Regions from separate parts of the Mus musculus genome. Here all the other regions are linked to region 1. The links are chromatin contacts, called in public Hi-C and promoter capture Hi-C maps. All regions are on one chromosome and are shown on one strand. Each heading gives the region's core, a stretch centred on a gene start, on an enhancer-like site or on the middle of the called end of the contact. The rest is flanking DNA. Distances are from core to core; before and after follow the strand shown. Region 1 holds the start of Cln6 (ceroid-lipofuscinosis, neuronal 6). Region 2 overlaps Gm35574 (a long non-coding RNA gene). Region 3 has its middle 9.2 kb from the start of Gm39354. Region 4 has its middle 36 kb from the start of Gm39353. Region 5 has its middle 17 kb from the start of Gm39353.

Region 1 (2,700 bases), core at 58-2,557:
CACCAGGTAGAAATGTTACCAGAGGCAGCACAGCACATGCTCAGAGAATTGCTCCCCAGTCGGAACTATGAAAAGGCTGCCCTCAACCCAGTCTCCCAGAACTTCCCCCACCATTCCAAACAGTGCCAGGGACTTCCTAAAATTCACCTGGTGCACATGAGTGCTCAAATCTCTCCACGGCTCTTTGGTACCTGTGGCATATGGAATATACATTTTTACCAGGTCACTCAGGTGAGGAAGGTAAGGGGTCTTTCCTGCTCAAAGTGAACAGCCTCCCCACCCAGAGTAGGTGCCTCCTCCAACTTCAGACTCTAGGGCCTTCTCGGCCAACTCTGGGACATTCAGGGCACTTTAAAGTTGGTCCAGCCCCTGTCGTTGATTTTCTCTTACACGTGTGACATGTCCAACACTAGTATGTATAGTCCTTGTGTTTCCTCACATCCTTCCACTGTCTACCATGTCCAGTTTCTGTGGCCTGGGAAGAACCACGACTTCCTGCATGCTATGCAGTCACTACCAACTGGATTACATCCCCCTAGAAACCTGCCTCTGCCTCCTGAGTGATGGGGTTAAAAGCATTGCCACCATGCCCGGCAGTAAGTGTCTGTCCTCTGCAGAGTCTTGTACTGTTCAACTCCAGAAAGCCCTCCAGAATTAGCTGTCACCTGCTTTGGCTCAGACTTTCCTGTTTGCCATCTGGCACAACGCTAGGCACATGACAGGTGTTTAATCAATACATGTGACAGGCGGGAATGCTTTGGTCAGTGGAGCGGATGGAGGCAGACTGGAGGAAAAGATGAAAGGGCGGGTTTTGCGCCTCTGGCTCTGCCCTGTCGAGCCAGATAAACCCCAAACATCTCCCCTCTGAGGGAAGGGGTCTCTCATTCAGGATGGGAGAGTCACGCTGTCCCCGGTTAACGGCCCACTTTCCCTGGGCCCTGAGCCACCGGATTCAGAGCAGAGTCACAGTCTTGCCCAGAGCAGGAGGTTCCTAAAAACTTGGAAGTGGCACAGGGACTCAGCCAGGCTGGCCGGGGTGGCCCCCGAGTAGCCTATCCCTGCGGTTTCCTTAACCCTGGCGAGGTCTCTCAAACTCTGGGGCCCCTCGCGGCCTCCCTGTCCCCGCTCCGCGCGCACCTGGCCTGCACGAACGCGACACCGGGGCCGCCCGCCGCTCCGAGGAGCTGCCGCCTCCGCGTCGCCGCCTCCATGGCCGCCACGCTCGGCCTCGCCTTCCGGGAGGAGAGACGGCTGCGCGGGCCGCGCGGAGCCTCGGCGCCCAACGCGGGGAAGGCTGGGCGGGAGAGAGGGAAGCGAGCGCGGGGCCCCAGGGCGGGCGGGAGGGGAGGGGAGGAGCTGGAGGCTGGAGGGGAGGAGGGAGGAGAGAAGCTGGAGGAAAGAGCAGGGGGAGAACTGGTGAAGGGAGGAGGATAGGGAGGGGCTTGGGGCAAGACCGGAGAGGAGGATGGAGTGTGGGGAGGAGGGAGGAGGAATGAGAGAGCGGAGGTGGAGGGAGACAGCTGGAGGGCGTGTTTTGTTTGAGAAGGAGGGGCCTAACTTATGTCCCAGAGGTCTTGGGTCTTAGTTGAATCTGCACTCCAGTGGGGAAGCCTGGCGTCTTGTTTGTTTGTTTGTTTGCTTGCTTTTGTTTTTTTCCTGGGTTCTCTGCATTTCTGCAGGAAGGAAGCCTTGCCTAGCCGGGCTTGAGGGTACTGGACGAAGGTGAACCGGGGACCTGGAATGACCAAGCTGTGAGGTCATCAGAAGACCCGGGGTCTTTGAGCCCTCCTTCCTCAGATTAAAGACTGCTCGATAAACTATCCACTGTGCTTTGATAGGTGAAGAGAATAGTGAATTCTCTCCTAGTTGGAGGACAACGAGGTGGTCCAGAATCCAGTCCTGGCGTTGGGGAAAGACACACACCCCTTCCTCATTCAATTGTGTTAAGAACCTCGTAAGTTCTGTGCAGGAACCTATGAGCCCTGTTCAGAAGCGCTTCTGTTCGTAGCTTCTGGTAATGGTGGAGGAAGTTCTGAGGGTTGTGTAGCCATAGAGGCAGTAAGGCCAAACAGGCATCACAGGAAGGATAGCTGACAGAGAAGTATGAACTGGAGACAGGAAAGAGCTCCAGGCAGAGGGAACGGCCAGAATTCCCCACACACCCACCCCTCCTCCTCCCACACCCTGTCCAGAGACTAGCTGGTATGGAGGAGTGGAAAGTTGTGTGAGAACCACGCTGCTCAGGGGAGTGAGAGACTGGCTGAGATGGGGGAGAGAGGGGTTTAGATTGGAGCCCCCAATCCCTGAGAACCTCAGGAAGGGCCCTGGCAAGAGACTGGCATATGTGTGCATTTCAGGCACAGCCCAGAGGCAGAACCAGAGATGGAGGAGGTGCAGCCTGTCGGGTACCAAGTTCTAATGAGGGTCCTGGACTGTATCAGTAAAGGGGGGTTGGGGGTGAGACATGCCCAGTGGTGTGGGAGCTATCTTCTTCGGATGCATGGCTGTAAGGGGAGAGGAGTTTAGATGTGACCAGGCGCTGCATCTAAGTGGGTGGAGCAAGCACAGGTAAATGAGACGTCATCTTTGGACCCACGAAGCTTTGGTTGGGTCAGGATGCTGTTGGACCCATGGGTGTGAAGCTCAGACGCCATGTCGGTCGGTAGGAGCCTGGCAGATAGATTGAGCCGCAGGAACATA
Region 2 (2,700 bases), core at 115-2,614, 170 kb before region 1:
GGGGAAGGACAGTGGATACCCAGACATACAGTGGTCTGGGAGGCAGAATCAGCTGATCTCGGCAGACAATGAAAAACAACAGCTGGGTGTGCGGTACAGGCCAGCGGAATCTACTGAACAGATGGAGGCAGGAGGATTAACAGTTCAAGGCCAGCCTGGGCTGCAACTTTGTAGCTCTGCTGCCAGGCAAAGACAGAGAAACCCCAAGGGCCCACACAGTTCTTGGTGAACTACCCAGCCCAATCACAGATCCAGGCATCCCAACATGAGTCCCCATGTTAGGACCCACCATTGAAGTAGTACCCAAAGATCTGACTGCCTGGACTCATCCCTCCCTTTTATGAGGTGTGTTTCTGTCAGAGCTTTAGAGACAGACAATGGGAGATGACATTTTTCTCTTTCTTTCTTTCTTTCTTTATTTCTTTCTTTCTTCCTTCCTTTCTTTCTTTTTTTTTTAATTTCAAAATATAGGTAAGCCAGGCATAGTGGCATATGTCTTTGATCCCAGCACTCAAGAAGCAGAAGCAAGCAAGTCTCTGTGCGTTTGAGGACAGCCTGGTCTACAGAGAGAGTTCCAGGACTACACAGAGAAACCCTGTCTTGAAAAAGAAAAACAGACAAAGGCACAGGAGAGATGGCTCAGTGGTTAGGAGCCATTGTTGTTCTTGTAAAGGACCCGGGTTTGGTTCCCAGCTTTCATACAAGGTGGCTCAAAATGGGCTGAAACTCAGATGCCCTCTTCTGGCCTCTGTGGCCCCCGCACACACATGGCACACATTATCCAGGAACATACACACATACATTACAAATATTAACAAATTTTTTTTGAGGCAGGGTCTCTCTCTGTGTAGTCCTGGAACTTGTCATGTAGGTCAAGCTGCCCTTAAACTCACAGTGACCTGCCTGCCTCTGCCTTTGAGATTAAAAGAAAATGCCACCACAGCCAGCTATATATTTTTTAAAAGGAAAAGCAACAATAGTAAATCACAGGCTCTGAGGATAGCTTGGGAGAACACCTGGGTAGCACCCACTGGGATCTAATCTCCAGTGTCCACACTACTGCTATTGACATCAGTAAGTGTTCCGGGAGAGCATGAAAGTACGGCATGAACACAGGTTTGTATCGTCAAAGTCCACTAGAAGGATTTCACAGTCCACTGGGAGGCTGGTTTTTGTTTTGTTTTTGTTTTTAGCTGCTTCTCCCACCCTGCCACTGCCCAGGCCATCTCTCTTGCCAGTCGCATCTGGATTGCTGCCTGTGGTACCCAGCTTTGCATTTTTTGGGAAGGTAGCTGAGGTAGAGAGCCACTGCACTAACAGTTTACAGCGGGTAAACAGAGGGAGCAGGGATAGCAATAGGGAACAAACAGTTCTTTGTGGTTAGGGTGTGAAATCGGTGGAGAGGCTGGAGGAAGAGCAAGTTCAGGCAGAAGCAAACAGTTCAGTTTGGAAAATGCTGACTGTTGTGTAAGGGTCTGATGTCCTAAAGCTGATGGCTGAGAGTGGAGCCCAGAGGGACTGAGAAGTGGGCATGGGGAGAGAGGCAGCTGCTCTTTGAGAGAGGAAATCTTTGGGACAGATGTCATGGGGAATGAAATGATCAGTCTCTTCTTGTTGTGACAAGATGTTGTTATCCACAATCTTTATACTTGGGAACTCCACAATCAAGTTGGAAAAAAAAATTCTCATGATGACTTATGTAAGTAAGTTCATGGTTTTCTGTTGGGGGCACTCATAGCCGTCCCAGGCTTCGTTCAGACTGTGGTTGGAGGTTGGATGAGCCTGGATCTAAGCATTATAGCAAAGAATTGATGTTTCAAGAGCTAGCGATGGAGGGTTAGATGAGAAAGCTCTCTATCAGCTATAATACAAACCCTGGATTTATATTTGGATTTGACTAGCAAACACTCATTTTAGTTGGTGGCGTGCTATCACATACCAGTTTACAAAAGCAGATGGTGAAGTTTATAGGAATTTTGCCAGTAACAGTTTTTATTAAAATTAAATTATACAGGGCTGGCAAGATGGCTCAGCAAGGCAGACAACTTGAGCTCCGCCCTGAGAACCCTCAGGGTGGAAGGAGAAAATCAAATCTAACAGGTTGTCTTCTGATCTCCGCACACGTACTGTGACATGTATATGTGCATAAATAAAAACATAAGAAAAAATTAATGTGTGCAAATTTAAATACGCTAAACACATTATATTTCAAACAAAGGTAATCAATACTCCTTTGTCATCTTGTCCCACTTGAGTGCTGGGCATGCCCAGTAAATACCTCAGTCTACTTTCTTTTTTTCTGTGTTCTGGCTTTGCTGCCCAGACAATGTAGTAGACACCATCACTTCCAAGCTCCTGAGTTCCTATGTCCTGAACACAAACCACTCACTGTGAAACTAGTATTTCTCAGTGTGAGTTCAGAGTTTACAGGTTCAGCTTGCTCACATAACCACTCTGGATTTGGCAAAAGGTGTTTTTGTTTGTTTGTTTGTTTGTTTGTTTGTATACATACAGAGGAGTCCTGAGAAGCAGAGCAAAGAAAAGAAAACAGAAGGCTGCATACCTTATTTTCATTGGTGCTCAGACTTTACTCACTATTCTACCAAATATATATGTGGCTGGAAATGTAGCTTGGTTGATAGAGTGAATGTCTAGCATGCCCAAAGGCTTGGATTTGATCCTCATGGAAGCATAAATGGT
Region 3 (2,700 bases), core at 64-2,563, 200 kb before region 1:
TATTTAAATAAAAAAATAAAGAAAAAGAAAAAAAAAAGAATCAGCACCAAATAAGAACCAAACTTTACCTCAGATGGTTCAAATGAAAATACCTGAAAGAAAGAGACATTCATGGAAATACGAGCAGAGTGTTGGATGTCAAGAAGGGATGATGAGACACTCAGAGTCCGGCATCAGAGGGAGGGAGGGAGGGAGGGAGGGAGGGAGGGAGGGAGGGAGGGAGGGAGGGAGGGAGGGAGGGAAAAACAGAGAGAATTTTATGTCTGTATTGTTGCTGGAACCCAACATAAGTTAGATCCAGAAAGAAAGGAGTTCCTAACAGGAGCTGTGTAATAATAGAGAGAGGTAGCTACTGCTAAAGCCAGCCACATCAGTAGGGATAGAGCAAACAAGAAATACCTGATCATGCTCTCTTCCTGTCAGGTAGCATTGCATCTGAATTCAAGTAGTCCCTGCAATAAGGACTGGGAAGGGTCATACAATTCGGGGAGAAAACAGCACATAAATGTCAGGAAGTTCCTAAAACTCACAAGATTTGCAATATTCCCCCCCCCCCCCCCAGTTATGAAAGCAGTAAACCACTGTTGGGGGTGGTGGGACTCTCCAATCAGCTGACCTGTTGAGCAACCTGCCCTGTCATGCAGAGAGCTCCAGGGATGCAGATGTCATGAGTCATCGGCCATGTGTAGAAGGCATGGATGATGCAGCTGCTTCTGACTCATCCTTCGTCCTATAAGAAACCCCTCATCCATATTCCTGAAATAATACGCATTGCTTTACCATGTTTGCGAATATCATCCCTTTGGTCCCCAATCTGGGGTGAATAGAGATTTGTTCTCCCTCGGAAAAGTCTCACACAACACTTCCTCTCCACAAACTCCTGCTAAAGTCTCCGACATGTACCCAGAAGTGACCTCCTGGCAAGGGAGGGAGAGAGGTATGACACACAAGTCAGCCTTCAGGGCATTCGGCAGAACAGTCAGAGAACTCGAACCCAATACTTCTTGGCTAGGTACCCCCAATCATAGCATCCCTTCAAACATCCTGAGATCCATTGCCTCGGACTCCTTTGAGATGCCCCAGCAGGGCTGACGTCCCTCTTCCATGAGAGTAGCACATTCCTCGCTGGCTAGTTCTCCTGCCCTGGCTCACTGGGCCTGCTCCTCTCTCCTGCATCCCAGGACAACATGAAAACACCCAAGTTCACCTCAGGCTCTCTTTTCAGGAGGAAGCTAATTAAGACACTGGTCAAACTGGTCACCTTCTCTTCCTCTGCAAAGATGATTCATCTGTGTTTGCATTCCTCCTTTCAGAACAGCTAAGGAGCCTCCCCAGTCTTACTCTCTGACATGACTGAGTTGGGTGGATACCAGGCCACAGAGCAACGCTCAGCCATGGACCTATAGAATCTACAGACCAGAACTCTTAGAATCTTAGAATCATCTAAGAACAATTTTTTTTCATCTTTTATTGCCTCTCCTAAATAGCTCTCTTGGACTCCCTGCACCCTGTTACTCTCCCTATGAAAATTTAATACTGCAGATATATTGCAAATGTACTCTCTCTGTGTGTCTGCTTGGTAGGTACTCTCTCATATATTGCTGAAATTTTCTATTTCCAACTCCAAGGTCCTAGGGCCATCCATCAGCACTGAAGAGCAAGCAAAAGGCAGCTGATGACAGCCAGTCAACATGCACAGGCTACTGCTAATGACATGCCTTCCTGCCCTATCTATGTATTAGCCACAGGTTTTTGGCACTGACCTTAGGTGTGTTCTGGCTACCTTCCATGAACTCCATCTCATTACTCCTCATATGAAACTCAACAAAAACCCAATGAGAGAAATAAAATTAATGCCAAGTGTTCTAATTTCAGCACTATTTGAATGTCCTCCCAAGCTTCAAGCAACCAGAGAGGTTCAGTCCCTGGAGTAATGACATTGGGAAGCGTTAGGACCTTCAAGAGATGGTCCCTAGCAGAAGGCCCTTTGGGCAACACTGTGAGGCAAGTCTTGTGGGACTCTTTGGTAGTTTTGGGGAGAAGGGTGTCAGAAAAATGAACAAGACCACTGCCTCCCCCTCTGCTTCTTAGCTCAAGATGTATTCTTTCTTCTTCTGTTCATGGTCCATGATCTGTCTTCTGCCCTCCGCTGTCCACCATTGGAAAGGGTTATTTGGAAATGACTATGCCTCCCTCTCCCTCTCTGCTTCCTGGCTCAATACATAATCATCCCTCTGCTCCTGCCCCACCATGGGCCATCGACCCCAGGCTCAGAGCCCACAGCACACCATTTGTACTCTCAGCCTCCAAAACTGCAAGATTCTTTTCCTATAAAGTTTGCCTGATTATGGATCCCAGTATGATAACAAGAGCCTGACACCATGGGATGAGATTTTGCCTAGTAGACTTGAGCTTTACCACTCATCTTCGCAGTGACACCTGAGATCTCCCCACTCTGCACTTCCTGCCCCCCTGGATGTACTAAGGAGCACCACTGAGTTGAGGTCTATTATCTTATACAAGGGTACTGAAGGCAAGAGGAGCAGACGCGTGGAGGACTAAAGGGCTGGAGGGAAGTCCAGATGCTCATTCTGTAGGTCTTGAATTGGTTCCAATAACCTTACAGCCATACTTACCAGTTGGAGGGTCATGGACATGGGCTCCTCCAGCTTTGGGGCACTCTGACCCTCAATTTCTGCC
Region 4 (2,700 bases), core at 73-2,572, 230 kb after region 1:
TAAGAACAGCCATTTCGGGGTCAATCCCCCTCCCCCACATACTTCCAAAAAAGTCCCATCAGGTCTGGGGCAACGTTGTGAGGAGTGTCTGAGGTACTTCCAGGACCTTGAGGAAGAAGTCTTTACCAAACAACACTCCTAGGACCCACCGCTCTGCACCCAGGAGAATGGTGGGCTGGGATGCTGAGGACGCTCCTGTCTGCTCCTCCTGCATCGCCTCCATCCACATCTCTCACTGTGGGACGAAGGACCCCAATACCCCTCCCCCTGCTCCACAGCTCCATCCCTTCCTCTTCTATTTTTCCCCTCTTCCCCTTCCCCTCCCTTCCTGCTGTGTCCTCACTGCCACTCTGCTCCTTGCTTCTTCCTCTGCCCAGACTTAATTCTGGCAAACCGCTTCTCCAACACGCTGCTCTTTCCTGAGTCGACCACATCCTCCAGGCCCGGCTTCTTCTCCTAGGCCTGTCTTGAATTTGCCCCTGCCTTTCTAGGCATGTGCTTTCTACTTGAAATAGGGGTCTCTGGGGACCTAGTTCGTGAACCCCAAACTCTGGATCTTCTCATGGAAATGCCTGTCTCAAGCAGGGCCCGTGCAAGGGTGGAGGGGAAAGTTTGGGGGAAGGATCCGGATTCCGAAGTGTATCAAATCTCCCTAGACAGGAGGAGGTGGGGTGACTTGAGGTTTGTGTTGGCAACATACAGAGATGGTGTGGGTGGGTCATGCATCTCTCTCCCCTTGCCTGGAGATTCTCAGGCAGCCAAGAACATGGGATGAACTACGTTCAGGCCATAGGGTCCCTGCTGTCTTGGTGAAGAGGGCGGGAGCAGCTAGAAGCTTCCAGACACTTCCTAATTGGTCTGAATGAGTTTTGGAAGCAGCCTCCACCCCAGCTCCCTCACTTCCTGTTATTAGCCCCAAGAAGGCCTGGGAGCCCTCAGTTGCCTCCTCTGCTCCAGAACGGTCAGGGCACCTGGGCTTGGGAGGCAGAGACTGTTCAGGCCTATGTGGAGCTGAAGGCCTCCTCTACCCAGCCTGGCCTTGCACTGTGATGCTTTGGTCCCCCGGGGGTCCCTACTCTGGAGTACAGCTGCTTTCAGCTTGAACTTGCTGCTCTCTGAAGGCTCCTCAACCCCAGAGCTACAAAAACCCTGCTTTTGGCTCTCTCCAGTTTCTTCCACTGTGGTTCAGAGGGCAGAATACCATCACTTGGACCCTCCCCAAATTCCATATGATCTTCCAACAGGACAGAAAGAGCTCTGTTCTCCGGGAAACCCTCTGTCTCAGGCATCTGCTGGGGACCCAGCCTGCACCAGTTCTATAAATGCTGGCTTTGTTCAGGGAAGCGACCTAGGGAAGGCTTCAGGGCAGAGAGGGTAATTGTTTTCCCTCCTGGGCTATGTGGGGCATGAGGCCAATAATGTTGCACCAAGCAGTGCAGCCCACCCAGACAGCCCAGAGTTCAAAGAGAGGCAGTATCTGAGCAGGCTAGGCTGAGGGCACACTATAAGCATATGCATCCTACAGGTAGGTCGTCAACCACTCCTTGGAGCTCTGAGACCTCTTTCCACATTTCAGGTCCTCTTCTCTTCCACCATCTCTTCTTCTTTCCTCTTGTCCCCATTGGTTCTCTGGACAAATGCGCTCACATCCCTTACTCCCTTGCCGCTGCATAAAATGTCTCTACCTCATCTACCCAAGATCCAAGCCATATGCTGCATCTTCCGTAAAGCCCATCCTATCTTCCAGCCAGAACAGAACAATCTTCCCATGTGTTTCTGATGACACATCTCGCAGCATTGTTAGAAGGAGTCGCAGGCTACCTGGCTTTGGAGTTTACTGTATGTATATCTGTTATGGCTGGGTATCTCTCTCCTTCCCACATCCAGCAAAATCCAGACACAATGTCCCTCTTGGGGAACACTCATGGTCTCGGTTTTATAACCATTTATTGAGTGTTTACTATGTGACTAGCAAAGTCCTAGGCACTCATATAGCCTCCTGTAAACCCCTTCAGGCCAAGCAGGGAAGGCCTGGAGGCTTCCACATGCCCTACCCTCCTCACTAAGACAGCAGGAACTCTCTGACCCAGAGAACCAGACAGAAGGCCCCACCCCATGCCATGCCCTTGGCTGCCTGAGAATCCCTCATGAGAGAGATGGGATCCCTCCTCACAACCCCATGGATCAGGCTCTAAGGCCCATTTTACCAATGAGGAAGCTAAGTCACAGAGATGTTAGGTAATCTGTTTGGAGTCACACAGCAAGTTGCAAAATGTGGTGTTATCCATGGATAGCCTGGATCCACGGACTGTGCCTTTTGCCCATTCTCAGTGTGATTGTGAAGATAAGGGTCTGCCTTCTAGATTTGAATCAGGACTTCATCTTCCCTAACTGCATGGGTTTGTCAGGGCCACCTAATGCTCAGGGACAGAGGTTCCCCCTGTGTGAAACAGGTAACCATGGTTTTGTGTGCGCCAGCATCAAAAACGAGTCTTCAGTGGTGCTGTGTACAAAAGAAGTCATAATCCAGAAAAGCTGAACTGGGGATGGAGGTAGCCATGCCTCAGTCTAACTGGGTGTTCTCGCCAAGGATACTTGGTCCATAATAACCTGATTGTACACCAGCCCTTGAACCCCACAAAGCCCCTCTCCACCTGTTTTTCTCAAACACATTTGGTTCTCTGCTCTTTTCTAGCAGGA
Region 5 (2,700 bases), core at 167-2,666, 210 kb after region 1:
TCTTGTTTAGCACACTCCAAGCTGATTGGCCCTCAAGCTTCCAGCTGATTCTCTTGTCTCTGCCTCCCACACGGTAGCAGGAGTGTTGGGAGCTCAGGTGAGCACCATCCTTTCTCTGTTATGCTCTGGATGAGCATCAAGCTCTATGCTGGTTACAGGGTGAACTTGGGCTGTCAAGTTTGCCAGGCAAGTGCTTTCACAGCTAAGCCATCTCCTGAGACCCTACAACTTCCATTTTTAATTATGTGATGTGGTTGGGATAGGGCATAAGAAAAACATATCTTATAAGAGGCTTGTAGTTTGACAACAGGGGTACTGAGCACTCTAAGAATTCTCTAAGCAGTTTCTTTTTTCAAAAGGAAGATATTTTTATTTAGTTTTCAAGAATTTCATAGAAACAATGTATTTTGATCTTATTCACCCTTCCATGGATACAATGTATTTTGATCACATTCACCCTTCTTTTCCCTCCCCTTAACTTTTCTCTCACCCTCTTCCACTTTTGTGTGCTTTAAAAAAAAACAAAAACAAAACAAAACAAAACAAAAAACAAACAAAAAAAAAAAAAACCCAGCCGAACAGTGGTGGCGCACGGGCTTGCTCTTGTGCAGGTCAAATACAGGCAACCGCGGCCACCTTGAGTCCGTGAGCGCAGCTTCCTGCCATGTCCAGAAGACACTGTTCTGCTCCAGCCCTCCTTGACAGCAGGCTCGTACAGTCTGAGATGGCCCCTGAGCCTGGGGAAGGGTGTGACATAGGTGCCCCACTTGTGACTGAGCACCCTATAAGCACTTAATCTGCAGCCAGCCATTCAGGGAAAGTAATGTGCCTAAGAGGATGTAAAGGTGTGGGGCGAGTGGATTTGAGAGCTCTTCTCCTTTGTACAAGCTCCTGAGTGACTTGGTGCCATACCTTTGGAACTGTCACACTCTCAACTCAAAAGGAGAAGGCACAGTGGCAAGGAGGCACTGCAGTGCTTGCTGTGGCCACCGAATAGGGGCAGGATGGGCCACTTGTCCCCTGGAGGTTGTTGAGGAAAGGCAGCCAGTCTGGGCTCCTGGAGGTTGGCTCATAAGGTGGGTTCCTTAGAACCAAAGGGATCCCACGTTCAAGTGCATTGGGTCATCTGAGGGCAGGCTCCTTCCATGTCAGAGGACAGCGCCTGGCCTTCTGAGCTAGGATCCTACTGTCAGTCACACCATGGCTGGTACCTTTCTGAGGAAGGAGGAAGCATTGTCAGAGAGGTGGACAACTGTGACCAGAGCTGACACTCCTGTGTTCCTAGATTCCTAGTACAGCTCAGATAAACACCCAGAGCCTTTGGAATGTCACCCACCTTCCCACAGCCCTCCCTCCAGCCCCCCACACATGAAGATGAAGTATTTTTAGCTGTGCTCATTTGCAGTCTGTTTCTCTAGACGGTTGCATAAGTGGCTTGGCGGGGATGGTGAGCTGCATCAGTGGATGGTAAAGCCATTGACTCTGGGGGTGCAGCCAGTGTGGCTTGGTGGGGTTGGCAGGGTTCAGGCCCCTCTCTACATAGAAGGAAAACCTGACGCATGCCAGGGAGGCGAAGTGAAGTCATCCTGGCTGATTTACGGTGAGGAATAACACCCGAGCTCTCCAGCTGCTCCTATCCTTTGATGGTTTTGGAATCATAGAACATTAAACTCTGAGAAGGACCCCTGAATGCAGACCAACTGGCTGCCCTGGGCAATGTAAAGGTTCAGAACTGAGTCTCAGAGCAGTCCAGGACAAGGGCAGGGTTTTGGGAAGCAGACTCTCTTCCATCATGCTGTCCCCCTCCCTGCCCCCACCCCCGCATGCTCCATGTTAGCCTCCCACCAGCACTTTGGGCTGGGGCTGTAAACATTGTTTTTATGAATAAGGCTACAAGCTCGGCTCATAGAGCCAAGGCAAGCCACAGAGCAGGAGCTGAGAGCAGACCTTGGGTCCACCCTCTTCCTTGTTTTTCTCCATCTTCAGGGGGAACTGGGATAAACCTCCTACCCATCTGTAAAAGAACGGGTCAAAGTATAGAGAAAGATTGACTCTGGGGATCTGGGTTGTAAATGGGACATCTGTATCATACCCTCTCCTCTAGAGGCTCAGAGAGCATGTTGAAAGATAGCAAGTGCCAGATGTCAAGGACAGTTGGGGTGAAATAGTGCCTTCTGGATAGGACTGGACCACAGTAGCCATGAACTCACAACAGCTGTGGTTGACTGTACAAGACTCATGCAAGATCAAGCCAGTCAACATTCCAGCAGGAGCCCCACTCCCAGCCTAGGAGACATTGATAGTTAATGGATACCAGGAGAGGGAAAAGGGAAGGGGGAGTGGGAGGGGGAGAGGGAGAGGGCGAGCTTCCTTTAAGGGTATGTGGTCAGTCTCTTAATGGACGGCCCCACACCCACATGTATGTGGGCAACACAAATGGGTTTAGCAAAAAAGCAAAAAAGGACTTGAAGTTGGGAGGGAGCATGGGGGATGAAGGAATGGTCCTGGGAGGAGTAGGAGGTGGGGGAGGTGACACAGACAGACACTCATGGATAAACAATAAAATAAAATGTAAAATCACTAACCAGTAAACTGTCCTTTGTCAACTTGACATATAACCACATCGCTCTAAGTCATATCTTTCTGCCTTATGTCCCCAAAGTCTCAAGTTAATATCATGATACTTAAATTGCGTTGTCA

What was found. Promoter capture Hi-C pulls out the DNA fragments that hold promoters and counts their contacts. Hi-C and Micro-C count contacts between places; a contact is called where the count stands out from the background.
Region 2: a contact with region 1 is called in a Hi-C map of bone marrow-derived macrophages, with 30 read pairs. The contact joins the enhancer-like site here to the promoter of Cln6 in region 1. A contact is called at or near these places in 6 of 39 promoter capture datasets (erythroid cells, hippocampal neurons, liver and 2 more), 1 of 15 datasets of contacts at CTCF or cohesin (pro-B cells), 1 of 484 Hi-C or Micro-C datasets (bone marrow-derived macrophages), 1 of 115 datasets of contacts at active chromatin or transcription factors (bone marrow-derived macrophages) and 4 of 9 other capture datasets (adipose tissue, liver, macrophages and 1 more).
Region 3: a Hi-C map of bone marrow-derived macrophages shows a contact between it and region 1, with 28 read pairs. The contact joins the enhancer-like site here to the promoter of Cln6 in region 1. A contact is called at or near these places in 3 of 39 promoter capture datasets (the C10 cell line, liver and macrophages), 3 of 484 Hi-C or Micro-C datasets (bone marrow-derived macrophages, embryonic fibroblasts and liver), 3 of 115 datasets of contacts at active chromatin or transcription factors (bone marrow-derived macrophages, epiblast stem cells and forebrain) and 4 of 9 other capture datasets (embryonic stem cells, liver, macrophages and 1 more).
Region 4: a promoter capture Hi-C map of the 3T3-L1 cell line shows a contact between it and region 1, with 2.5 times the contacts expected there. The contact joins the enhancer-like site here to the promoter of Cln6 in region 1. A contact is called at or near these places in 2 of 39 promoter capture datasets (the 3T3-L1 cell line and erythroid cells), 1 of 15 datasets of contacts at CTCF or cohesin (embryonic stem cells), 8 of 484 Hi-C or Micro-C datasets (the HL-1 cell line, embryonic stem cells, muscle stem cells and 2 more) and 5 of 115 datasets of contacts at active chromatin or transcription factors (craniofacial prominence, differentiating embryonic stem cells, epiblast stem cells and 2 more).
Region 5: a promoter capture Hi-C map of hippocampal neurons shows a contact between it and region 1, with 2.1 times the contacts expected there. The contact joins the enhancer-like site here to the promoter of Cln6 in region 1. A contact is called at or near these places in 2 of 39 promoter capture datasets (erythroid cells and hippocampal neurons), 1 of 15 datasets of contacts at CTCF or cohesin (embryonic stem cells), 9 of 484 Hi-C or Micro-C datasets (the HL-1 cell line, cerebral cortex, embryonic stem cells and 3 more) and 4 of 115 datasets of contacts at active chromatin or transcription factors (craniofacial prominence, epiblast stem cells, extraembryonic endoderm stem cells and 1 more).

Annotation. Positions count from the first base shown.
Region 1 is chr9:62,837,392-62,840,091 of GRCm38.p6, reverse strand. Cln6 (ceroid-lipofuscinosis, neuronal 6) reads right to left here and starts at 1,307. Exons shown (of 7, transcript NM_001033175.3): 1 at 1,138-1,307. The coding sequence starts at 1,211.
Region 2 is chr9:63,004,990-63,007,689 of GRCm38.p6, reverse strand. All of the region lies in intron 5 of Gm35574 (a long non-coding RNA gene), which reads right to left. Among named protein-coding and RNA genes, the nearest start is that of Gm24526, 21 kb to the left of the region's middle. Within about 2 kb of position 1,364, at least 12 of the 459 cell types and tissues checked have an H3K27ac peak or open chromatin away from gene starts, as enhancers often do. A contact at or near this core is called in adipose tissue, bone marrow-derived macrophages and liver, where this site is marked.
Region 3 is chr9:63,036,189-63,038,888 of GRCm38.p6, reverse strand. No RefSeq gene overlaps it. Among named protein-coding and RNA genes, the nearest start is that of Gm39354, 9.2 kb to the right of the region's middle. Within about 2 kb of position 1,313, at least 50 of the 459 cell types and tissues checked have an H3K27ac peak or open chromatin away from gene starts, as enhancers often do. A contact at or near this core is called in bone marrow-derived macrophages and embryonic fibroblasts, where this site is marked.
Region 4 is chr9:62,611,868-62,614,567 of GRCm38.p6, reverse strand. No RefSeq gene overlaps it. Among named protein-coding and RNA genes, the nearest start is that of Gm39353, 36 kb to the left of the region's middle. Within about 2 kb of position 1,322, at least 36 of the 459 cell types and tissues checked have an H3K27ac peak or open chromatin away from gene starts, as enhancers often do.
Region 5 is chr9:62,631,312-62,634,011 of GRCm38.p6, reverse strand. No RefSeq gene overlaps it. Among named protein-coding and RNA genes, the nearest start is that of Gm39353, 17 kb to the left of the region's middle. Within about 2 kb of position 1,416, at least 18 of the 459 cell types and tissues checked have an H3K27ac peak or open chromatin away from gene starts, as enhancers often do. A contact at or near this core is called in cerebral cortex and hippocampal neurons, where this site is marked.